Regions from separate parts of the Mus musculus genome. Here all the other regions are linked to region 1. A link is a contact called in public HiChIP or PLAC-seq data. All regions are on one chromosome and are shown on one strand. The core of a region is the stretch at or near the end of the contact, and the rest is flanking DNA. Distances in the headings are between cores, read along the strand shown. Region 1 overlaps Atrnl1 (attractin like 1). Region 2 has its middle 32 kb from the start of 1810007D17Rik. Region 3 overlaps Ablim1 (actin-binding LIM protein 1). Region 4 overlaps Gfra1 (glial cell line derived neurotrophic factor family receptor alpha 1).

Region 1 (6,309 bases), core at 2,351-4,850:
GGCACCTGTGCTTGCTCATGGGCACCTGTGCTTGCTCATGGGCACCTGTGCTTGCTCATGGGCACCTGTGCTTGCTCATGTGCACCTGTGCTTGCTCCTGTGCAGCTGTGCTTGCTCCTGTGCAGCTGTACTTGCTCATGGGCACCTGTGCTTGCTCCTGTGCAGCTGTGCTTGCTCATGGGCACCTGTGCTTGCTCATGGGCACCTGTGCTTGCTCCTGGGCACCTGTGCTTGCTCCTGTGCAGCTGTGCTTGCTCATGGGCACCTGTGCTTGCTCATGGGCACCTGTGCTTGCTCACGCACACCTGTGCTTGCTCCTGTGCAGCTGTGCTTGCTCCTGTGCAGCTGTGCTTGCTCCTGTGCAGCTGTACTTGCTCATGGGCACCTGTGCCTGCTCATGGGCACCTGTGCTTGCTCATGGGCACCTGTGCCTGCTCATGGGCACCTGTGCTTGCTCATGGACACCTGTGCTTGCTCATGTGCACCTGTGCTTGCTCATGGGCACCTGTGCTTGCTCATGGGCACCTGTGCTTGCTCATGGGCACCTGTGCTTGCTCCTGGGCAGCTGTGCTTGCTCATGGGCACCTGTGCTTGCTCCTGGGCACCTGTGCTTGCTCCTGGGCACCTGTGCTTGCTCCTGGGCACCTGTGCTTGCTCATGGGCACCTGTGCTTGCTCATGGGCACCTGTGCTTGCTCCTGGGCACCTGTGCTTGCTCCTGTGCAGCTGTGCTTGCTCATGGGCACCTGTGCTTGCTCATGGGCACCTGTGCTTGCTCATGGGCACCTGTGCTTGCTCCTGTGCAGCTGTGCTTGCTCATGGGCACCTGTGCTTGCTCATGGGCACCTGTGCTTGCTCATGCACACCTGTGCTTGCTCATGGGCACCTGTGCTCACGTGCACTTGTGGTCACACTCACATGCACACACATACTTAAAAATAAATCCTCTGAAATGTGTTTTTCAGGAACAGTAAATTTTACATAAAGTGCTATAAACATATGCTCAGAATTATAAATTTCTCTAAATACACCAATAAATGAAGATGAAGAGTAATATAAATTAATACTTTGTGGCAATTATGATTAAAAACATAAACACAGTAAACATTTATAAAATTGTTAGTTTGTATCTAGTCTCTAAAATCATGTTTTTAAAAATATCATCTAAGGGTTCCACAGTCTCTCCAGGAAAAGAACCTTAATTAATACAAAATAGTTTTAAGGTCTCAGAAAATCTGTGATCTCATAAAACTCTACGAAGAGCAACATTATACACTTACTCAAGAATGTCTGCTAAGCTTGGGTTAGGAATGTCAACACTGATTCTGACCAGGTGGCATAGGCCTGTGATGCCAGAGACTTAGGAGTCTAAGACAGCAGAACAGGGGTGTGGCTAAGAACAGAAAGCTCAGCCACAGGGTACCTGCCTTGCTTGCACAAGGTCACAGTTGAGGCCCCTCTTCCAGGGTAAGGAGAAAAGGAAACAAGCAACAATAGTGTATTAAATCAGGCGTGTTACTATGTCTTCCCAGTGTCTCCTCACCACTGTAGGACACCAGTACGGAAGGAAGGACAGATCTCCAACTCCAAGGGGTGGAGCCGGGGAAACAAAGTGCTTCATCTCTTGGTTCCTACTTCAGGTCAACCATATGTTGCTGAGAGTATCAGGCCACCACAAATCTCACGCTCCCATTCTTACCTAAGTTCTATTCCACGAAAAACTCAGAGAAGTCTGGGTGATTTTCCATACTCAGCCCTCAGCAGAGGTGGGAGTTATCAACCTCGCTTATGAGGTTAAAGTGGAGCCAAAGAATGTTGATCCTGCCTTAATAAGGCATAAGTTCTATATCAGAGAGTCAAGCTTAAAAGATACCAGCCTCCTACCACAAGTACTCTATGTATAAAGCAACGGTACCACACCAAGGGGAATCAGGTCACTGAGCCCATGCACCTACAATACAAGCTCTCCAGGAGGGAGAAAGGCAGACAAACAGAGGTCTCTAAAGCTCTCCCCAGGGAACTGAGTGTGTGTGTGTGTGTGTGTGTGTGTGTGTGTGTGTGTATGTATAGTTACTATATGTATATACATAGTAAGATATTTTATATAGTAATATATAAATACACATATGTATCAGTATAAAAATAAAATGTATACTTCATATAATATTCTATGTAAGATTTATGAAAAAGACTATAAAATTCTGAGTTTAGAAAAGATCAAGCACTTGGGGGGGGAGGGGCAGAGGAACGTGAATCTCTTGAGTTTGAGGCCAACCTGATCTACATAGCAAACTCCAGGTAGCATATTTAAACCCTATCTCAAAACAAATAAATGTAAACAAATAAATAAATAAAAACAAAAGTCTCTAAATGAATGGAGAGATACTACATGCACACGAATGTAAAGATTAATACAATCAACTGTCAGCTCTTACGCTGATCTGGCGATACAAGTTATTGTCAATCAAAATCCCAGTAAATTATGGAGAGTAAGATTTACATGGGTAGGTAAAGGCTTAAGTTAGACAAAGTCAGGGCTGAAGAGACCTCTTAGCCGTTAAGAACACTTAGTGCCTTGCAGAAGATCCAGGCTTAGGTCCCAGTATCCATATGGTGGCTCACACTGTTTATAACTCCAGTTCCAGGGTATCGGATGCCTCTTCTGGCCTCCGTGGACACGTGTGCAAATGTTGTGCACAGGCACAGATCCAGGCACTCTAACTTTAACAAAATAAATACTTAAGAATGTAAAATTAATATTTAAGAAAAATACTGAATCAAGTTAAAGGACTGACTGCTCCCGTCCTCTGCGTTTACTATGATCTACAGTAGCCGAAGCAGTCTGTTACTGAAACAAGGACAAGTAAGTAAGAGAGTGGACTAGAGAGCCCGGAGACAGACCAACCCAAGTATACCCAACTGACATTTAACAAGAAGCAAAACTTGCTCCATGACGATAAGATAGCATACCCAAGAAACACCACTGCAATAACTAAAAGTCGTAAACAATAGAGAAAGAATTTAGACCCATACTGAAGACTCGCTGTAAAATACATTCACAGTAAAGAGCGCGCCCTGCCAATGTGGAGACGAGACTTCAGACTCCAGAACCCATATAAAAGCCTGTGGGAGAGCCCACCCGTCACTGTGATGCAGAGGCAGAGACAGGGCATTCTAGAATAAGCTAGCTAAAATGGTCAAAACGGCGAGCTCCAGGTTCAGCAACAGATCGTGTTTCGAAATATTCTGTGGTGCACAAAAGAGGGTTACAACTCATGAAGTAAGTCAACCTCAGACCTCCACATTGCAGCCATAAACACACGCACGTATACATACACACGTGTGCACCCACACACACATGAACACGCATGCAGGCACGTATGCATACCACATAAATATTCGTTACACTGATGAAAAAAATTAATGTAGAATAAATAGTAAACATGTTGGGGGTTGGTTCTAATGCTGTTTGTGTTCATTCGGCTCCCAAAATCACACGAGAATCTGCGGGTTCAGATGCTGGGGGTCCCTGCCCCCAGTTGGCTCTCATTGGTGAATCAAGTTACTGGCAGCCAATGGCTGGGTAGGGAGTCGGAGGCGGGATTTTAGGATTCCTGGGAAAGGATAGAGAAGGAGGAAGAGGAGATTCCGCCACGAGGATGACATAGGAGATGGACCACACAGGAAAAGGTGCAGGAGGGAGCGCCCACCGACAGGTAGGTGAAGGGGAAAACAGCCCCAGGAGGGCTCCCCAGCAAGGTCCGGGGCAGCAAAGATAAAATATAGATTTTAGAAAGTGATAACTCAGGAATATCGGAAGGGAGTGTGTGTTAGTCACATGGAGATAGGAAGTGTCCCAGCCATTGCGCTGCTTAGGGTATATTAAAAATAAGCCGGTGTGTGTGTGTGTGTGTGTGTGTGTGTGTGTGTGTGTGTGTGTGTTTCATTCGGGGACTCCAGAGCATTGGGCAGCAGCGAGAAGCGCAGCTGCAGGCGGGAGTCCAGAGCAGATTAACAATTTACTGCTACATAAACACACAGGCAGAATATGATAAACACCTAGAGGATAACATGGGAGAAAATCCAGGAGGTGAGGTTGATGATGAATTCTTTAGAAGTACCAAAAAGCACAAACCGTGAAAACTAACTGCTGAGGCCTTAATTTCTATTTTTGTTTTATGAAAGATAATTCTAATGATGAGGTCTTGGTTAATTTAGATAATGCTCAAAGAATAAAAGTGCAAGCCAAGAACTGTCATAAGAAATTTTGTAACAAAATACCATCACATAAAAACAGTGCAACAAAAAAAAAAAACCCCAAAAGAATGGTTTCCAAATCATACAAAGAAATGGAACCCAAAAGAAGTGTACTGCCCCATATGTAAATAAAGACAGAGGTGTCAAATACATGTCTAAAAGTTCCGCGATCACTGTGTGTTCTCAGAAGTGCACGTGAAAATAACAGGGAGGGCTTCAGTACAGCCTATTGAAGTGGCTAAATAGTGCGCTGAAAAGCTTTGTCCACTCAAACACACGACGCCATTTGCAGGGAAGTGGGTGGAGCTTAGCTTTCAGTTAAGCTGCTTAACTGTCTAGTTCTTCATCTATGGGTGAACCCCTGAAAGGTTTCTCATCCACACTGCACATCAACGGGAATGATGTCACCACGCAGATCTTGTTCATACTTTCTAGATTTCATGGGTACAACTTCCCTCACCTGTACAGATGTCACGGTCTCACAGCAGACCTCCTGGTCCCCTGGCTGTTAATCCTTCTGCCCCAGTTCTCTGAGCCTTAGGTGTACGGGTTGTGTTGTGATGTATCAGTTGGGGCTGGGCACCGCACTGAGCATAATGTCAGACAGACAGCTGTTACATGCTCTCACGTGTGAAATTTAAAAGTTATGTGAAAGTAAAGGTGCATGAAAGAGAGGGGAGAGTGTGATGGAGGGAGAGACAGTAAACAGGGCCGGAGCACAGGGAAAGCCACAATGAGACCATTACTCTGTAATACATCTAACTTTTAAAAGGTATTGCATTGTAAGAATAATAGTGTTATAATTAATGATTTAATGAGTAATATATCAATTTCATAGATCAGTTCTTTAAAATACTTATAAAAACCGAATCATGTAATAATCACTGAATAATCTGAATATCCTTATAACCACTTTGAAATAAATTCCATTGTTAAAATTCTATACATCAAAAGTCACCTTTAGTTCTCTTAAAGGCTATAGTTACAAACTACTGTTGAAAAAAAATAAGTTTGGTCTTAAAAATGTGGTTTTAAAAGCATTAAAAGAATACACCCCCCAAATAATGCATCTAATATAGCCTTCACACCAAATAATTAACATGAAAAATCCAAGAAGCATGATCCTATTTCATGTTCAGAAAGATTTTAGTTCCTTATCAAAATATTAGCTAAGCAGAAATCAATAGTAATATTTGACTAAAGTTGATTTGAGTTACTAAATCATGATAATAGCCAAATTACTTTGAGAAAAATGTTATTATCAGATAATGAACTCTCAAAAGGGTTTTGGTACAGGCTGGCACCAAACCAAGAAAATAAATAAAAATTTGTTCCCAACATACTTCCCGATATTTTTATGGATTATTTTGAAATTTCACAGAATGCACACCGATCACACTTCCGTGCACGCACACGATCTTATGAGTTCATGCTGGGTTCTTTGCATGTATGTGTGTTTTAAGGATGGCCTCTTGGGACTGGATAACCAGTCAGGGTATCTCATCTTTGGAGAAGACAATCTCTCTCTCAGCAGCCTTTAACTGCCTGTAGTTCTCCATCTATAGGCGAGGCTCTGTAAGATTTCTCATCCACACTGTCACATCAATCAATGATGTCATCACGCAGATCTTGTCCAAAAGTACAACTTCCCTGCCATATACAGAGGTCACGGTCTCGCAGCAGACATCCTGGCCCTCTGGCTATTCATCTTTCTGTCCCCGTCTCTGAACTTTGGGTTTCATTATGATGTCTCAGTTGGGGCCAAGCGCCACGCTGTATGTTGTTCTCCTAATTTTGACTAGTTGTTGATTTCTGCAGTGGTCTCTGTGGTAGTTTGAATAGGAATGGCCCCCAAACGCTCATATATTGGAATGCATGGTCATCAGGGGGTGGCACTATTTGGAAGGATTAGGAGGTGTGTAGGTATAAGGATAAGTGTTTAGAATAAAGTTAGAAATTATAAGTTTAAGAAAATGGTGGTAGTAAGTTCTCCTTTGAGCTCCATGACTTGCCAGCAGGGGTTGTTGGAATTACAATACCAGGGATTAATTCC
Region 2 (6,118 bases), core at 3,322-5,821, 900 kb before region 1:
CTCTTTGGCTCTTGGTGTCTTTGGGCATCTTTGATGTCCCCCTTTCTCCCTGAATTGTCCAGGGGTTCCCGCTGGCCTTCAGTCCTCATCTATGGAGATCATCTACCCTATAACTTCTGTCCTCAGACTCACTCACAGAAACCATCTGAGAACAACAAAGGGTGCAGCTCCTAAAATTATTTTTGAAATTGAACATTATGAGTGAAGGCTTCAGGTGCTAAAGTGATCCAAATGTGTAATGGTTGTAAGCCAGTCTGTTTTACAAAACAGACCGCACTTGATTTAAGTGCAGTCAATATAACAAACATTTCCATTTTAAAATAAAAGTTGATCAGCTCAAAGGATTCCAGAATGATTTACATATTGTTTCTCATAAGTAGTAATTTCATGTTAAACTAATTTAAAACTGTTGATGTGTAAAAATTTAAAAAAACGATACATCATTTTAATTGTGCGAAACAGAACAAAATCCAGCCAATTTAAACTGATAAATATGAAAACTTACACATTTGGGATATTTTGCTTTAGAAAAACACAGAATTTTTTTAAAACATCATTTAAAATTATATTTTATTCCAACAGAATCCTTTTATCTTTCACAAACCTAGAGGATAAACAGGGGATTTTAGTTAAAGTCAGTACCAAAAAAGAACAAAATAAGCTGGTTTCATCAATACCTAGTACAGCAATTTTAAATAACAGTACTCCTTGGAAAGTAAGTCTCTCTTCCAACAATGAACATGTCTCTCTCCACAAAGTCAATATGCTTGCTAATGTGTTGCCTAGTGACTGTTGCTAAGCTATTTAAAATTTTACTTTTCTTGAAAAGAAATATCACGTCGTATCATCTGTGGGCTCACCTTTTCTTACTTTAATTTCTGTATAAAAATCTACAAGACATATCTTTGTTTTAAATTATTATGCATAGAATTGAAATTGTTTTAAATGCGTACATTATGTTTCAAACTTTAAAGTCTTTCTAATGTGAAGTTTGGGGTTTCTGACAGCCAGTCAGCCACATCTGTTTTTGCATAGATGTCTGTACATGAACTATTTCTTCAACAATGGCTTGCATAATGATAAGCAAAGCCAACTATCCCTTAGGAGACAGTAAGGACATATTCCATTGTTTAAGAAATATGAAGCGCTAATCATTCCCAATTATCTCTTCCTGGTTCTACAAAATCAAGGATGGTCCTAAAATTGAACATTCTTTCCTCTACTATTCTTGTTGGGGATTCGAGAAAGATAGCCAGAAGTGGGCTTGAACAGTGAGAATAGGGACCAAACCTCACAGTGGGGGAGGGGTCCCTGACCTCTGCCCTTCCTCGTCCCTGTTTTTTGGTTATCCTTGATTCATTTCCCCCTCTCCCCATCCCCTTCTCCCTCCTTCTTCGTTCTCTCCCTCCCCTTTCTTTCATTCTCTCCTTCTCCTGAAGACCAGAGAGGGGCTCCTCTCCCTCAGGGAGGCTCCCTCCGAGGACTCCAGATATTAAATCTCATGGAGCTGGAGGGATGACTGAGTAGTAAAGGCTTCACAGTCAGCCGGACAGCCTGCTCTTCTCTCTCAAAGAGCCTTCACTGCCCATAAAAGTACGCAGCGCTTCTGATGTTTCCGTACAAAGGGTGACTGACCTCAGCTACTGGTCCATCTCTGCCATTACTGTTTTAAGTAGATGCTCTGCACACATACATACCAGAAAAATGGTATGTTTCTGTGCTATTCCTCTGAACATTTGTAGCCTTCACCAGCCCTAGAGAGAGGGGGAAGAGTTTCCATGGCTTCTTCACTCTAGAACTCAATATTTTCCACAGCTGACTTTATAAATCCACAGGGTGTTTTTGTTACCTTTCGGTTCCTTCAGACATCAAGGTAACATCTTGTGAGCTAGATGGGAGGGTAACCCCAAAAGGAGAGATGAGAGAAATGACCACTTTAATTATGGAAAATTAATGAAGCCACCCTCCAGTTGTTATACACCCACTAACATCTGAAAAACTGGATTATGTGTATGAATGACCACAGGAATGAGAGATTAGGAACCAATAAACATGCTTTCACATCAAGGATTATTTTGGCCAACTGAGTGTGTGGCACTCAGTAGTTGAGAAGCACTCCATAGTTGAGAAGTGAAACTAAAGCAGCAAGAAGGTCCCACAGTCCCCCAATGACCCAAAGATTTCCCACTGGGCTTCACTTCCCTAAGGTCCTATATCTGCTCAATAATGCCTCCCTGATAGCCAAGAGTTCCCATCCAGATCTCTGGGACCACTTAAAAGCCAAGGTGCAGCACCAATAAAACTTTCCCAACATAACATGCAGTGGAATCACAAAGAAGCCGTATACACAAACATATACATGAAACATGTATATGTATATGAATATGTGTATAAAACATGCATACACATGATACTGTCATTCACTATTATAGCAGCAGAAACCTATTGCCCAGTTAGCAGAACACAGGAAATGTGCGCACCAGAAGCAAGGAAAGTGAATCTGACTCCAGCTATGGTCTTCTAAAGCTTCACCTGCAGTTCAAGGATACAGCTAGTGAATTCTCAGTGTATCCTCACCCTCAGTGAGTGCATCCTCACCCACAGTGAGTGCATCCTCACCCTCAGCGAGTGCATCCTCACCCTCAGTGAGTGCATCCTCACCCACAGTGAGTGCACCCTCACCCTCAGAGAGTCAATCCTCACCCACAGCGAGTGCATCCTCACCCACAGCGAGTGCATCCTCACCCACAGTGAGTGCATCCTCACCCACAGTGAGTGCATCCTCACCCACAGCGAGTACATCCTCACCCTCAGCGAGTGCATCCTCACCCACAGTGAGTGCATCCTCACCCACAGTGAGTGCATCCTCACCCTCAGAGAGTCAATCCTCACCCACAGCGAGTGCATCCTCACCCACAGCGAGTGCATCCTCACCCACAGCGAGTGCATCCTCACCCACAGCGAGTGCATCCTCACCCACAGTGAGTGCATCCTCACCCACAGCGAGTGCATCCTCACCCACAGTGAGTGCATCCTCACCCACAGGGAGTGCATCCTCACCCACAGTGAGTGCATCCTCACCCTCAGAGAGTCAATCCTCACCCACAGTGAGTGCATCCTCACCCTCAGAGAGTCAATCCTCACCCACAGTGAGTGCATCCTCACCCACAGCGAGTGCATCCTCACCCACAGCGAGTGCATCCTCACCCACAGCAGAACACAGGAAATGTGCGCACCAGAAGCAAGGAAAGTGAATCTGACTCCAGCTATGGTCTTCTAAAGCTTCACCTGCTCTTATGATGAGGATTTAGCAACATAACATACAGGGCTGGATATGAAGATCCTTTCTGTCTGGCTTTAAGAATGTCTTCCTTATATGTGGCCTCAGGGCAGAGGGAAATGGAGGTAGTTCTCCATGACCAACCAGCAGTGTGCTAGCCCGTGGGCATCAGTCAACAGTAGATTCTTTCTCTCAGGGTCAGAGTACTGGCCAGTACAAGATCCAAGATGGCTAAGGATGGTTCAGAGCACATCAGGAGCAAACCAGACACGGGGCAGCTTTGGAACTTATCCTATTAAATAAATCATTAGGCATACATGACATCTACGATGCATGTACATTCTAAGCTGCTTTCTGTCCTAATGGAAGAGTGTGTGTTTTTGGCTTGTGCACAGAGAGAAGCAGTAGTGACAGGTTTAGTGAGAGCAGCTGAGCATGGTGAGCAGTGGGGCTATGGTTGGGTGAACAGGAGTCAAAGGGAATTCAGCTTTACTCACAAGGAGTCAGCCATCAGTCTGAGACAGCAAGGATCAAGCAAGGACAATGTTCAGACCGTCCTGCTAATCAAGAGTTACAGGGAATAAAATAAAATAAAATAAAATAAAATGATAAGCTGACAGAGATCCGCCAGTGTCATGCATACCTCCTGATGTCCACAATGGCTCACAAGAACGCAATCCAAAGGTGTGGAAAGTAAAACCACTGTCTCTGGCCCTGAGCCACCGGCACAGACGTTTATACAACAGTCATACTTGTAGTTACTCACAGCTGACAGATTGCTGGACAAGGCAGCTTCTGAGCTGAGCCTGAGAGAACAAACAGCTTGTTTTGGTTAATAATGGGCAGTTTGTGAAATCAGAGATTATTTGAGCTACTCACCCGATTATCTCCATCAGTCACTCAGCCAAAGTCATCGCACTGGTCACTGTCAGTGACCCCAGCACTCCACAGACTTCGACTGTCATGTCCCATCTTAAAAGTCTGTCCAGGAAAGAAAGACAAGTGGCTCTGCTCTGGATTGGTCAAATGAAAAAATGTCTACCCCAGCAAACTCGGTGGTACCGAAGCCACAAAGGGCTTCACTCGAGATTAGAATCACTGTAGAGTCTGAGGGCTTTGACACTGGGCTTTTCTTTTGTTCTGTTTTTGCTTTATTGTGTAGATGAGTGTCTGATCTACTACTCTCATTTAACCCCGAATATCCTGGTCTTGGAAGTTAGGTAGGGCAGGTCCTGGTTACTGCTTGGGAGAACCTAGACTCTTGCTGGCCACCAGTCAGAGGCCGGATACACATCAGTAGAATGCTAATATAGAGCACACAGGAAAGACCCTGGAGCTTCCTCAGTCTGATAAAGGGCACTGCAGAGCAAGCTACAGCCAACATTACACTTAATAACCAAACATTAAATTCTTTTCCCATAGGACAGAATCAGGGCAAGGATATCTGAGCTCACATTCACTCGTTATTTGTATCACACAGTGTGCAATAAGACAAAAAGAAAAAAAAAGGCGTCTAAGTTGAAAAATATTAACAGATGCTAGTTTGTAAAATCCTATAGACTCTTAGAACTCAGTAGAACTAAGATGCAAACTCAGCAAGATACACAACAATGTTACAAATTACATTTACACTTGCAGTGAATAATTACATAATGAAGTTTAAAGAGATACTAAGTTAAAAGCTATAAAGCACATAAAATACTTTTAAAAATATCTTCCTTGTATCTTACAAAAATACACAAGAAAAGTCTGAAAAGAAAAGCCTGAAAAGCTACTTAGTCCTAATGCAGCTAAGAAGAGAGAAAGCCATATTTCAGAATCAGCGGGTCTCCAACTTAGCATATGGACTCAGTGAAATCCCCTTTCAGATGTTAAGATGAGTGACTTTAAATTTTAAAAGGAATTGCAAAGAACCAGAAAAGCAAGGCAGTCCTGACAAAGGTTAAATTGGTAGAGTCCCATTGCCTAAGATCAAGATTAACTCTCCTGTAGTCCAAATACTATGGAGGGGACTAGAGGGATGGTGCACTAGCTAAGAGCGTGTACTGCTCTCACAGAGGACCTGAGTTCAATTCCCAGCACCACACTGAGCATCTCACAACCCTCTGCACCTCCAGATCCAAGGAGAAGATCTGGTGCCTCCAGCCTTCAAGGGCACCTGCACTCACACATGTAATTAAAAATAATCTTAAAAGGAAAAAGACATTGTGATGTGGTACAAATATGATATGGAACAAAACAAGCAGTTAAAGAGACCTAAGCCTTGGTGCTGCAGGATCAGAAACTGACTGGACAGGCAGAAGGGCAAATGAGGGCACTGGGAAACTTTCCTATGGTGACCGATGTTCAAGGACATTATGGTCAAATGTTTGTATTTGTCAAAACCTACTGAGCACAACAATTGTGATGGCTGTTTGCAAAAACAGAAGATAGCAAGTGTTGGTGAAAATGGGAAATGCTGGTAGGAATGTAAAATAATGCTGTTGCTATGGAAATCAGCAGGACCTTCATTAAAAAAAATACAGAATTGCCATCCAGTTTGGTAATTCACTTACTAAATTACTATTTACCAATTATAGCTACACAACGATGTAAATATACTGTACTTAAACATGATTAAAATGTTCAATTAAAAAATCCACTCAATGTATGATATCATTTAATTCCGCCAATTCTGTTTGGTTTTTGTTGGGATGACCTGTCAATCAGTGGAAGTCGGGTATTGCAGTCACCCACTACTGTTGTGCTAGGCTTGTGAGTTTATCTTTAGGAGTTCTTCATAATGAAATTGGATGTACCTGTGCTGGGAGCATATATTTAGAATATTTATGTGCCCTG
Region 3 (6,094 bases), core at 664-3,163, 530 kb after region 1:
CCTTCTTGGCAAAAGCCCAGGTATCTGCCCGGCCACAGCCGGTTATGGCCTTTTACCAGGTTGAAGTCTGCAATGGAATCAGGTAGACCTTCTGAGTCTGATGATGATTCCACTGGAGGAAGTTCATGCAGAATAAAACTTACCATTCTGAAGTAAACATTTTGGTGGCTTTGATACATCTGTAAGCTGCACGACTGCCTCTCGGAATATTCTCAACTCCCTAAAAGAAAACTTTGTTTCCATAAGTAGCTGTTTCTCATCTTGCTCGCTCTCTAGCCTGTCAGCCCCTGATCTGCTGCTCTCTTCGTGGATCTGCGTGGCCTGGATGACTCCTCTAACTCCGATCTCGGTCTTTGGTTTCTGGCTTCTTCATTTGATGCCGTGCTTGCCAGATTCATCCAGGCTGTAGCATTTATCTGTATTTCATTTCTTTTCACGGTTAGATAGTATTCCATGATGGAGCTCAATCATGTTCTGAACGTCCATTTGTCTGTTAATTGACTGTTTGTCATTTCTGGTTTTAGTTATTCTAAACGTGTACGTACAAATATTTGAAATTTTTTCTTTTACATCTTGGTATATGGACTATTCCAAGTCTACAAAGACCTGGCTGCCAACTTTAAAGTTTCTCCAGGAAATTACCTTCCCCTGGTATTCTTTTTTTTTTTAAAGATTTATTTATTATTATATGTAAGTACACTGTAGCTGTCTTCAGACACACCAGAAGAGGGAGTCAGATCTCGTTAGGGATGGTTGTGAGCCACCACGTGGTTGCTGGGATTTGAACTCAGGACCTTCGGAAGAGCAGTCAGGTGCTCTTACCTGCTGAGCCATCTCACCAGCCCCTTCCCCTGGTATTCTTAATAAGTCCTGCATGACCCAGGCATCGTTGAATATTCTCAGGTGATAGCAAGTAGTGGAGTTCCCTTGGAGTGGCCTTTGTCCATCTCTCGATTACTCCCTCTCTGAGTTTTTGGTCCTTCTGTTTTTTTTTTCCACCCAGAGCAGAAACCCTTGTTGGTAGCTTGAACAAAATAATTTTTGTAGCTCTTGCTTAGATTTCTTTAGTTATAAGCATCATGCTGTACAGTATTAGCCATAGGATTCCTGCTTGAGAAAATCTGTGTATGTGTGTGAGGGGAGTACATATTCATGTCTGTGAGGACATGTACGGGGGGGGGGGGGTGCATGTTCATGTGTGTGAGGACAAGCATGTGTGGGGGTGCATGTACACGTGTATGAAGACATGTGCATGCATGTTGGAGGGTGCCTGTTCATGGGTGTGAGAACGGTCGTGTGTGTGTGTGTGTGTGTGTGTGTGCATACATGTAGAGCCATAAATCAGCCTTTGGTGTTACCCCTCAGGATAATGCACCTTGGCTTTTGAGGTAGAATCTCTTACTGGGTAGGATGTAACAAGGGGACTTTTCTGACCACTGAACTTGGGGCATCTACTTCTGTGTGCCTCCCTAGTACTTGGGTCCTTAGCTACTAAGGCATCCCCCAATGGATTCCTAAACGAATGGAGAGGGAAGGACTCTGGGTCTTGTGACTACTAAGAACCACACCCAAGAGCAGTTAAAGGGGAGAGTCACCTTGAGAATCGGCGGCGTGTTCCTTGTGGCAGGCTGTGAACCCTGGCTTAAGGGATTTGACTTGGAAGCTTGACAGGCACACTTGGTACCCATTTATGAGAACTCCAACCAAAGAAAGTACAACTCTGTAAGCATCTGTCATGGGAAGAAAGATGGGCTGGCATGCCTCTGCCAGTTCCATCTTTGAGGACTTAGCTGGTGGCGGCTGCCAGGGCTGCCCTCGGCTGCCCTGAGAAAGCTGACAGAGTGCTGCTGTCATGGGTCACAGAAGTGGGTTTGCTGCGCTGTATTGTTTTCCAAAGACAACAAGAAGCTCCACTTAAAATAGCCAGTCAGAGGCTGCTCGGGCTTGTGCTGTTTACAACATGGCGATCAAGAGAGAGCAGAGGGAACAGCTGACCTCAGCAGGGGCCAATTACGGAAGATCTTGTTCAAGGTTACATACTTGGGCAGCATATAAGCTTTTCAAAATCATCCTGGGTCATTTTTAGCTTCTGGGATTAAATGATTAATAGCACTGAGACCCCTTTTTTTTATAGAGAGGGGGTACACAGAACCTACATGGACAATATGTTTCCCTTATCCAGTTATGAATCTTCTGATATCATGGTGCTTTTCTGTCTTATGGCAGCGATGTCTATAAGTTTAAAACTACTTAAGCAAGAAGACCCAAGTTCAGCTTCCAGCACCCGTACTGGGCAGCACACAACCATTTATAATTCCAGCTCCAGGGGATCTGACACCCTCTGACCTCTGTGGGCACCTGCATACACACACACACACACACACACACACACACACACACACACACACACAGAGGTGGGTGGAGAGGGAGAGGGAGAGGGAAAGGGAGAGAGAGAGAAAGAGGCTGTAGAAATAACCCTGTACAGTGCTTAGCCTAACAAATGTGTAGCTTTGCGTTTCGTGTAGTGCCCTGTCTTTATTTGTTCCATTTTGTATGTGTCTGAGACTGGGCCTTGCTCTGTGGCCCAGGCTGTCCTGGAACTCTGGGATTCCCAGGTAAATCTTCCAGCTTGTACCTCTCCAGCTGTGGATTACAGGCAGCACCACCATGCCTGACTCTTCCTTTGCTTATGTTGACCCTGTACCCATGGCATTTGCTAAGACATTCTAAAAGGAAACTGTGGACTCACCGGTTTAAATAAGCAACATGGACTGGGACCAGCCCTTAATTGTTAGCTCACAGGTGTCTAATTTAGGACCTGGCAGTATCCTGTAGCCTGGATGAAAATGAAGGTCAGCTTCCAAGAATAATCCAGCAATGCCCACTTGACAAATGATGGTAGAGACTTTTTTGGTCAAGGAAGTATTTTCAAATACCTTAAGGATGTTGAAACTCTGGACCAGCTTTCACACTCACAGAGACACACACACACACACACACACAGACACAGACACACAGACAGACACACACACAGACACACAGACAGACAGACAGACACACACACACACACACACACACACACACAAGGAAAATCTGGATCATTTTAATCTGTGGGTCTCCAAGTAAGGACCTATGTTAGTTTGTTGTACTGCTGTGATAAACACTCAGATAAAAGCCATCTGAGGCGAGAAGGTTTGCTGCACCTTCCAGACTAGACGCCATGTTCAGGGAAGCGAGAACAGGAGCCTGGAGGCTGGAACTGAAGCAGAGACCATGGCCGGGTACTGCCTAGTGGCTGGCTCTCCATGGCTTGCCCAGTCTGTTCTCTTATACACCCTAGGCCCACCCATGCAAGGATGGCACTGCCCACAGTAGGCCAGGCCCTTCCACATCCATCACTAACCAGAGAAATGTCCCACAGGCTTGCCCACAAGCCCACCCGAGGGAGGCATTTTCTCAGCAGACGCTCCCTAGCTGATGTCAAGTTAACCAAAAACCTACCTGCTCAGAACCTCTGAAGGCCCGTTTAGAAGCCTTAGTGCTTAGTGGTTACAATGATGAGAGCAGGTGACTTGACACTAGGGCTTAGGAGGCACCATAACTAATGGGAGCTGGCTATCCCATACACAGCGGGCAGTCACTTAGCACCCCCAGTGGCTGTTCTCTGGCTAAGTGTTAAAGATCGTAATCCAAAAGCACCTGACCCTAACATAATATCCTGTCTGTCTGTCTGTCTCCGTCTCCCCCCTCCCCCGACACACACTCACACACACACACACACACTCACACACACACACACACACACACACAGAGAGAGAGAGAGAGAGAGAGAGAAGGCTGGCAAGTCTGAGCTCTGTTGAACAGTTCACTCTATTAAAAACTTAAAACCTCATGTTAGCCAAGCCTTGGAACTTAAATTTTGTATTCCCCCCCGCCCCTGAAACCCCTTACCTTGAGTTCCTGCCAAGGATGATGTACTTCTATAAACAGTCTATTAATAGTATACTTGGTAGGGTCTCCTAAATCTTAATTTTCCAATAATAGCAACTTCTATCTGGCCATAAATTTACTTGATAATTTTGTTTATGAAAAATACTATTTGGTGTATGAAAAATACTCTAGGTGTCTATAAAGTAGCAGGTCTGGAACCGTGGGGATGCCGGAACCATGGGGATGCTGGGACCGTGGGGATGCTGGGACGGTGGGGATGCTGGGACGGTGGGGATGCCGGAACCATGGGGATGCCGGAACCATGGGGATGGGTAGTAACTTGGTTGCCCGTGCTTCTCCCATTATGGCTTCATGCACTCATCCTCCTTTTCCAGAGAAACATCTCAGCAGACCCACACATCCTTCCCGAGAGCCATATGTCTCCTTCATCAACTTAAATCCTTCTGAAGTGCAGGTGTTTGGGGTCCTTTGCCAAAAAGATTGAAGGCAAGCAGGCAGGGTTCCCACTGTTAAAGGCTGTTACTGCCTTTGAAGAAAATGGTATAAAAACGGAGCCAGGTGTGGGCTTGGGCCTCAATTTAACTTGTCTGTGAACAGCCAGATCCCCACTTAGTGTCCCCACTCGTGGTGTCAGGAGAGAGGCCCTGAGGCTCACCTGTCCAGGGCTGGGCCTCGGGGTTGTGTTCTGCCTGGTCATTGTTTTTCCTTTGGCGAGTTACCAGCAGACCTTACATCCCCGGTGCCACTCCATAGTCCCCTATTTCTGACTTGGAGAATCATCCCAGCTACCACGCACCAACTTTCTATATTTACCAGCAGCTGCTTCAGAGATGTGGAAACAATTTTCTCAACCACTGAGAAGACACGAAGCTGGCAAGTAGGAGATGCTGTCCTTCATGGAAGAGCCTCGTTGGCCTGAGCAGAGGGAAGGGAGCGACCAGTAGGAACCTCTCTCTCACTGCCCCTTGTCCAGCTCCACTGCCTGATGTCAGGCTATGGCTTTGTCCAGAGAACAGGGGTTTTTGCTGTAGAGTGTACCAGAATACTCAAGCCAGCTGGTGTGGGGTGATAGTATCTTACCTAAGAGACTGAAGGCCTCTTGAGCTTCCCACTCATTCTTGCTCACTGGCTGGGCTCAGGCACCTGGGTCACCTGCTATGTTTTAGGGGAGGCACACTGGGCAGGGCATGCTGGGTCCCAGTGTTTTAGACATCACCTGTGAGAGAGTCCCCAGACTCAAAGAACTGAAGGCTACATGGCCGGCTACATGTCTGCACAGCCCCCGGCAGGGGATCAAAATGTTCCCTCCCCATCCCCCACCCCCAGGCTGTGTAGTAACTTCTTTCCCGGCTCTGTGACGCGTGGGCATCAGGGGCCAGGAGAGAGCAAGCTCGAGCTGAGATGAAGAAGCCCAGGGTTTAGTCTTAGCTCTGCTCCCTAACCAAGGAAGGAGAGAGGCCATTGGGTAGCTCACCTCTACCAGGTCTTGTGTTGTGCACAACCTTGGGATGCATCATAGCAGGTGGCATTATTGTCAGTAGCTCACACATGATGGGCTTCCTGCAGTGAACCACAGGCAACTCTGACAGCCTCCCTAAGTCCAGCCATCTCCATCTTTGAAATTTATTTTGCAACAACAACCAAAAAGAAAAACAAAACAAAACAAAACAAAACAAACAAAACAAAAATCCTTATTTGTCTTTCTTCAAACCATTGCTGCCACCTAGTGGTAATTATTAGAAACAATGGAAATTTTCAGTTCAACTTGAATTAAAGTTCCTTTTTTTTTTTTTTTTTTTTTTTTTTTTTTTTTTTTTTTTTTTTTTGAGGAAAGGACTTAAGAGGAAAAAAAAAATCAGAGTTTTCCAGGGTTTGGGGGAAGGAGGGCTGAGTAGGTAGAACTCAGTGTGTTCAACTCAGAGTGCTGAAGTTCTCCTGCTATTCAGCGTGATACTATAATCCCTGACGCCACTTTAAACCTTCCAAACACTAATCAGCTGTGGGTGTCAGCAAGGCTCCGGTGGTCGATATCAAGAGTGGCGGAGGCTGAGCATGTGGGAAGTGGGAAATCTCTGCACTCTCGATTTTCCTGTGAACTTAGAACTTAGAGTATATTCCTTTTTAAGATGGACCGCTATAGAGT
Region 4 (5,765 bases), core at 837-3,336, 730 kb before region 1:
GGCCCCAAAATAAGTCATTCGTAAGGTAATAGTCATGAGGTCATATTTGAGAACCCCTTTGGGGTTTCTTACTAGCATTTAGCTAAAGCATGACAAGGTAATGAATTTTCACCCTGCTCTTTCTACTGTGTTACAGTTGTCCACAGGTTTTCAAGCAGGCAGTCAGTATGGTTCTAACACCTTGAGTCACATGACTGCAGTGAGTAGAAGCCCTCACATATCCCAGGTTTGTCACTCATGTGTATTACTTGAGTTTTCTCTCCATGGCCATTGAGGTCTCATAAAAACAGGTATTGCTTTGGGCATCAAGATCTTCTGGCTACTTCTAAGCATTAGGAACATTGTTAAATGAGTGTTGCAGGTCAGAGAAGACCAAGGGATGAGACGACTGTGAAAATCTGTCTATCTGAGACCGTGTTCTATTCTGCTTATTGTAACGTTAGCATTGGCTCACTTGTGAAATAAGTACCATGGATCAACTTCCAAGTGCCAAAGGTTATACATGTGAGAGACCCTGATGGTGCTCATGGGAATTCTGAAAGGAAGATCGGTTTTCTTGCAGATGAGGAAACCAAGATTGGAAGAATCTAGCAGCTACTTGGAGCTGGCTAGGAAGGTGGTTCAGCCGGGGTTCGATCAAGTCTTGTTTGAATTCCATGTCCACATGTGTGTGCTGATTGAGGTGTCAAGCTCAATCTGCTCCATCCACATGAGATTCCTCTGAGAAGTAAAAGGGTTTCTCCTCTATTCTGGACAGAGCAGTTATCCTGTCTTCCTTGGAGAAGGCTAAGTCCTGATTCTGGGTTTTTACAACGCAGTGACCCCTGCCATGGTGATGTGGCACCCTGCCTCCTTCGGGACAAGCAGGTATATGTGGTAAAATCGGACTTCAACTTTGTCAGCTTACAACAGGGACTGGTGGTATGCTGGACTGGGAAGATGGTGCAGATGTCAAAGTGCTCTGCAGGCATGAGGGCCTAAGTTGCGATTCCCATGATGTGTACATAAAACCAGACTGACCTAGAAGCGTTCACCAGTTCATAGAAAGTGGAGACCGAGACAGGTGGATCCTTGAATTTCATCTGCCAGGCTAGCCTAGCTGAATCTGTGAGAGTCTGTCTCCAGAAAAGGTAGAGGGTGATTATTAAAGAGAGACGTGGGATATTAATTTGTGACCTCCACACGAATACAAACATACATGCAGGCTCAGATATGTGCACCTTGAAACTGCACTGCCCACACGCACACGCACACAATACACTCTGATGCTTTTAAGTATATAACACAAAAAAATGGACATTTTGAAATAAAACATAAGATAATGGGTAAAAAGAGAGCTTGTCCTCACTCAGGAGAAGCATGAGCCAATCCTACTTTTCAGTGCAGAAGAGAATTCATTTCGCTCTTACTGATTTGCAGTGGTAGAATTCAGTTGGATTTTGGTTACCCCTTGAACCACGTGTGGGGCTGGCTGGGCTTGGGGACTCCATGATGATACTGAATGTGACTTCGGTTAATGGTGACTGTGACTCCTTTCAAGGGAGCAACATTCACTCCAGCCACTCTCCAGATCTCATCCCAGGCCCTGGTTAGTTGGGTGCAAGTAAAATTTATAGCGCTTTACTGTAAAAGCCCTGGACTTGAAAAAGGATTTTTCTCTCAGTAGCTCAAACCACAGGAGGACTCGTAAGGCAGCTGTCTCCCCAGGTGAGACTTCTTAAATGGGAGTTAAGTGCATGCATTTTCAAGAAACTAAACTGCCCTCATATATAATTTAACCTGAGAAAGAAAGACGAGTAGAGAGATGAGTGTGATTACATTGTTTGGGAAGTAGTAACTCCCCCCCCCCCCCAGAAGTCATGCACACTCCCTCTGTTGGGCAGATCTTGAATGCTGTGGTATATGGGGTAAGTGTGATACTGTAATAATGGTGAGGTTTCTCTACCTGTAGTCAGGGACTGTGGATTGAAATAGTAAATTATTCAGAGTAAGACGGCCATCCCCTTCTCCTCATAAAACAGAGCAATAGGTAAATAAAGGACAGCCGACTCACTTAACCCGCATGGCTCTGTGCGCTGCTAATTATTAACCCAGGCCCAAGACAGGGGTTCACCCAGAGTGTAGTTAAATCATTTTTAATAGAGGTAAACACTACCAGTGTGGGTGAGCAATACTCAAGAAAATTTCTCATCAGCCACATTCAGGAATCACCCAGCCTAATTGCCATAACTTATTAATAATAATAAATAATCTAGTCTTTTTATGGGCTGGGTCTCTGAGGACTCCATGCATTACAGAGCTGGGGGAGGGGTTGTTGAATCCCTCCACAGCAGTGGGGGAGGGGCACACATCCTTGGTCTTCCATCAGGTTAAGAAAGGCAGATCTGGAGCCCTTTTTCCTTGTTTTCTTCCCACATATGAATGGCCAGCTCACACATGGCCTTTCATCTGTCTCCAGGGCTAGAAGGGCTCCAGGGGCTGGAGGGCGGGGGAGTTGGGGGTGAGGGGCTGGGGAACAGGCTTTCTTTGTTCACGTGAGTCTGAGCAAAGCTTTGTCTGAAGGAGTTGGTTTCCTCTTCGTCACTGTTCCTGGTGTCCTTCGGGCTCCACCTCATTGTGGCTGGGGTGGTGGTCACTGGCAACGCCCAGCTCTGGATTTGTGTGATTCTGAGTCCTGCAAGGGTAGAAAATGCCACAGTGTCTTACACTCAGTGTGGCTTTCAGCGGCTTAAATATCTCAGTGAACTTCACCTTCCCAGGGGCATGGAGCGGTTTTAGAATCTGTAGCAAGGAAATGGGAGGTCAGAGGGGGCAGGCCATCTCCTGAATAATTCTCTGTGGTTGGTTAGACCGAAACTGTGACCCCGGACTCCCGGTCTGCACGCTTTGATCTTTAGAAGCGGCAAAGCCGATGACTGTGGAAATCGATGCTGTGCTCACAAACGCTGGAGCCCAGAACAGTGTGGTGAACTTTGGGGGCCAGTATCTTGTAACATCCATTGATCTGGGGACAGTGTGTGTGTGGTGGGGTGTAACATGTTGCTGAACCATGTGAACACAGTCAGCTCCCCTCCTCCTCCTCCGTATCCTCTGTCCCATCTCCACACCATCCCACCTTGAGCTTGGGTGGCCATCTTCATCTGTTAACATGACAATTTAAAAGACCCGTGAGCCATTATTACAAGGAATGTGGAGTGAATGCTGCTAAGAGTCGGAAGACTTATGCCACAGACCCCCAAGGACAGGAACTTAGGGTGTAAATTCCAAGATGGTGCCTGTGTAGTACTAAGAGTCTGTTTGGATTTACACGTGGGTAAAACTCAATCGTGAAAGCAAGCTTGGAAGAGCTTTTTAAAAGATGATGGCAACCTGAAATAGCCACGTGAACATGAGGAGTCTTTTTGGGGATTGCAGGCCTGAGTAACATCTGTGCACATCTGTCTGCAAAGATGTGAAGCACACAGTAGGATCGCAAGGAGAAAGGCTAAAAAGTCAGCCCTGAGCTCCCTTCCCCACAACCTGCTGGTGGTGCTGTCCAGTGACTCAATCAACTCCCAGTTTCAAAGGAAATGCTCTTTGTCAGAATCATGGAGAGGAGGCTGAGGATTCTGGGCGGATGTCGAGACTGGGTCTGTATTTAAGAGATTAATCTCATTTCCCTGATGTTTTCAAGGTTGAAGGTTTTTGTCTGTATTCATTAAAGGGGGATGATAAATGTCTAATTTGTTCTTTGCTAATAGTCATGATAAGCATTTGAACTTTATTAAGGTTAAATGAGTCTCATGTAGTCCTGGCTCAGCCTTGTGGTCCACGTATGACCTTAGGAAAAGATTTTTCATTTATCCTAGACTCAGTCTCCTTATCTTGTATGTTAAGGGAGTGGTAAGACAGAGAGAGAGGCACCTTCTTTTGCTTCTCTCTCAATGGTAACAGTGTCGAGTGATCTGGATGTAGGTAGGAGTTTAAGGTCCATTGCTCCTTTCCTTGGGAGCTCACAGTCTACAGAAATAACTGATATATAATTATAATTGATGTTATAGTTGCGAAATGCATGGATTATTCTAGGGACACAGGTGGAACTGGTGAGTTCCCTCTCTGTGGGGACTTCACAGTGCCTATGACACTTGAAGGGTGGGTAGCTGGGCTCTATCAGGAGTACAAGCAGATCAGAGACTAAGTGTTGGTGGTGAGGTCTAGGAAGCAAGCTTATGTAGTGTGGTAGATTTAAGCGGCTGCCTACAGCCTTTTCCTCAGTCCCTGGGCTGTAGCATCTCGAATTTGTACTGAAGATGAATTGCCAAGGCTAGAGCATACTGCACAACGCACACAGGAGGGGTTTGTGCTGCTCAGGTCGGCAGCTTCTCAAATCCTTACAGAAATACCACAGTATGTGTTTATAATCTATAAATGTTGTTCTATATACCTTAAGTCACCTTTAGATTGCTTCTATGATAATATATTACTTAGGACATAGTAACAACAATACGTGCTTGTCCAAACGTGTTAGTTTTAAACAGAGATTGTGAATATAAGGTGTGCTCATTGCTAAAGATTAAAGTAATATGTAAAATCTCATATAAGATTAAAGAAACCCAAGTTCTATCTACCAAAAAATGAGGGATATCTTTGTGGCCATTGTCACAAACCTCTCTTCATGCAGCCATGAACATGCCCATGCTCACAGGCACATAAATGTCCTCAGGATTATGTACTCCACCTAGGTGCTTAATGTTTTCACTGGAGGTCAGTTAGAGTCTATAACCATTTCAAAATGACTGTGTGTGGGGGTGGGTGGGGGGGGGAGGAGCAGGGGTGGAAAGATATAGGCATGCGGTGGTGTCTATGTGGTGGCCAGAGGACAAATCTGAACAGTCAGTTCTTTCTCATTCATACAGATTTCAGGGGTCAAACTTGGGTTCTAACCCATCTCTACAGTCTTCCTTACTCATTAAAATCACAGCGCAGCAAGCCATGTGCACATAAGTTACATTGACTCTCTGGTGACTGTTAGCATCATCCCATGCTTTCCCATTGTAAACAATATTTAGATGTACCTCTCTCTAGATCCCCTTTATATCTTTAGGGGATATTTTGTTGGATTAAAGTCCTGAAGTTGTTGGTCAGAGAATGCAGATGGGAGAGATTTCTGTATATGCTGTCAGACTGTCTCCTGGAAGCTTCTTTTTGTAGCCCTGCAGACAGAGCAGGTGCTAGCTCCCATCTGGATGGTTCTGGGTCACTCCTCTCTCTCTATGTTGAAGACAGCAAATGAAAAAACATGATGAGTTGGGGTGATGATTGGGAGTCTAAGCTCCTTTGTGTGTAAATGATTTAAAAAAATGCTTTCTATGTATAGCTGTGGTCACTGTGAGATGTGGAGAAAAACGATTGTCTTGATTCCTGATTGCTAAGTCACCAGTAGCAAAGCGGGGTGGGTAGCATACTCACAGGGTAGAGTTCTCTGTGGCCATGAAAATGGCTTCCGTACTGTGAGTTTCATCTCACTGTTGAACAGAGGACACAGTTAGAAAAATAAAGCTTTGCTGTCCGTCCATGTATACTAGATTCAAAGAGCAAAGTACACTTGGCGTTGAAAGTCCTGTTGGGCAAACAGGGTGTTTTGTTTTGTTTTGCTGTGACTACTAGTAACAAAGTATTCAGCATACAACAGTCTCGCCATGCTTGTTGAAAAGGATACGTGGATATTTTCTCATCTTTCTAGCAGACTTAGGGGTCACCATGAAGACACAGTGTACTTAGTAGTC

What was found. HiChIP or PLAC-seq counts read pairs in DNA pulled down with a chosen protein or histone mark.
Region 2: a contact with region 1 is called in an H3K27ac HiChIP or PLAC-seq map of embryonic stem cells, with 5 times the contacts expected there. The contact joins two enhancer-like sites. A contact is called at or near these places in 22 of 484 Hi-C or Micro-C datasets (the AML12 cell line, the Ba/F3 cell line, the C2C12 cell line and 17 more), 4 of 115 datasets of contacts at active chromatin or transcription factors (astrocytes, cardiomyocytes and embryonic stem cells) and 1 of 9 other capture datasets (embryonic stem cells).
Region 3: a contact with region 1 is called in an H3K27ac HiChIP or PLAC-seq map of embryonic stem cells, with 3 times the contacts expected there. The contact joins two enhancer-like sites. A contact is called at or near these places in 1 of 15 datasets of contacts at CTCF or cohesin (the NIH/3T3 cell line), 2 of 484 Hi-C or Micro-C datasets (liver and tail fibroblasts) and 4 of 115 datasets of contacts at active chromatin or transcription factors (astrocytes, embryonic stem cells and large pre-B cells).
Region 4: a contact with region 1 is called in an H3K27ac HiChIP or PLAC-seq map of embryonic stem cells, with 3 times the contacts expected there. The contact joins two enhancer-like sites. A contact is called at or near these places in 2 of 115 datasets of contacts at active chromatin or transcription factors (astrocytes and embryonic stem cells) and 1 of 9 other capture datasets (embryonic stem cells).

What each region holds. Positions count from the first base shown.
Region 1 is chr19:57,665,437-57,671,745 of GRCm38.p6, reverse strand. All of the region lies in intron 9 of Atrnl1 (attractin like 1), which reads right to left. Among named protein-coding and RNA genes, the nearest start is that of Atrnl1, 58 kb to the right of the region's middle. Within about 2 kb of position 3,600, at least 14 of the 459 cell types and tissues checked have an H3K27ac peak or open chromatin away from gene starts, as enhancers often do. A contact at or near this core is called in embryonic stem cells, where this site is marked.
Region 2 is chr19:58,570,859-58,576,976 of GRCm38.p6, reverse strand. No RefSeq gene overlaps it. Among named protein-coding and RNA genes, the nearest start is that of 1810007D17Rik, 32 kb to the left of the region's middle. Within about 2 kb of position 4,571, at least 7 of the 459 cell types and tissues checked have an H3K27ac peak or open chromatin away from gene starts, as enhancers often do. A contact at or near this core is called in embryonic stem cells, where this site is marked.
Region 3 is chr19:57,137,745-57,143,838 of GRCm38.p6, reverse strand. All of the region lies in intron 4 of Ablim1 (actin-binding LIM protein 1), which reads left to right. Among named protein-coding and RNA genes, the nearest start is that of Ablim1, 75 kb to the left of the region's middle. Within about 2 kb of position 1,913, at least 12 of the 459 cell types and tissues checked have an H3K27ac peak or open chromatin away from gene starts, as enhancers often do. A contact at or near this core is called in embryonic stem cells, where this site is marked.
Region 4 is chr19:58,393,137-58,398,901 of GRCm38.p6, reverse strand. All of the region lies in intron 4 of Gfra1 (glial cell line derived neurotrophic factor family receptor alpha 1), which reads left to right. Among named protein-coding and RNA genes, the nearest start is that of Gfra1, 59 kb to the left of the region's middle. Within about 2 kb of position 2,086, at least 34 of the 459 cell types and tissues checked have an H3K27ac peak or open chromatin away from gene starts, as enhancers often do. A contact at or near this core is called in embryonic stem cells, where this site is marked.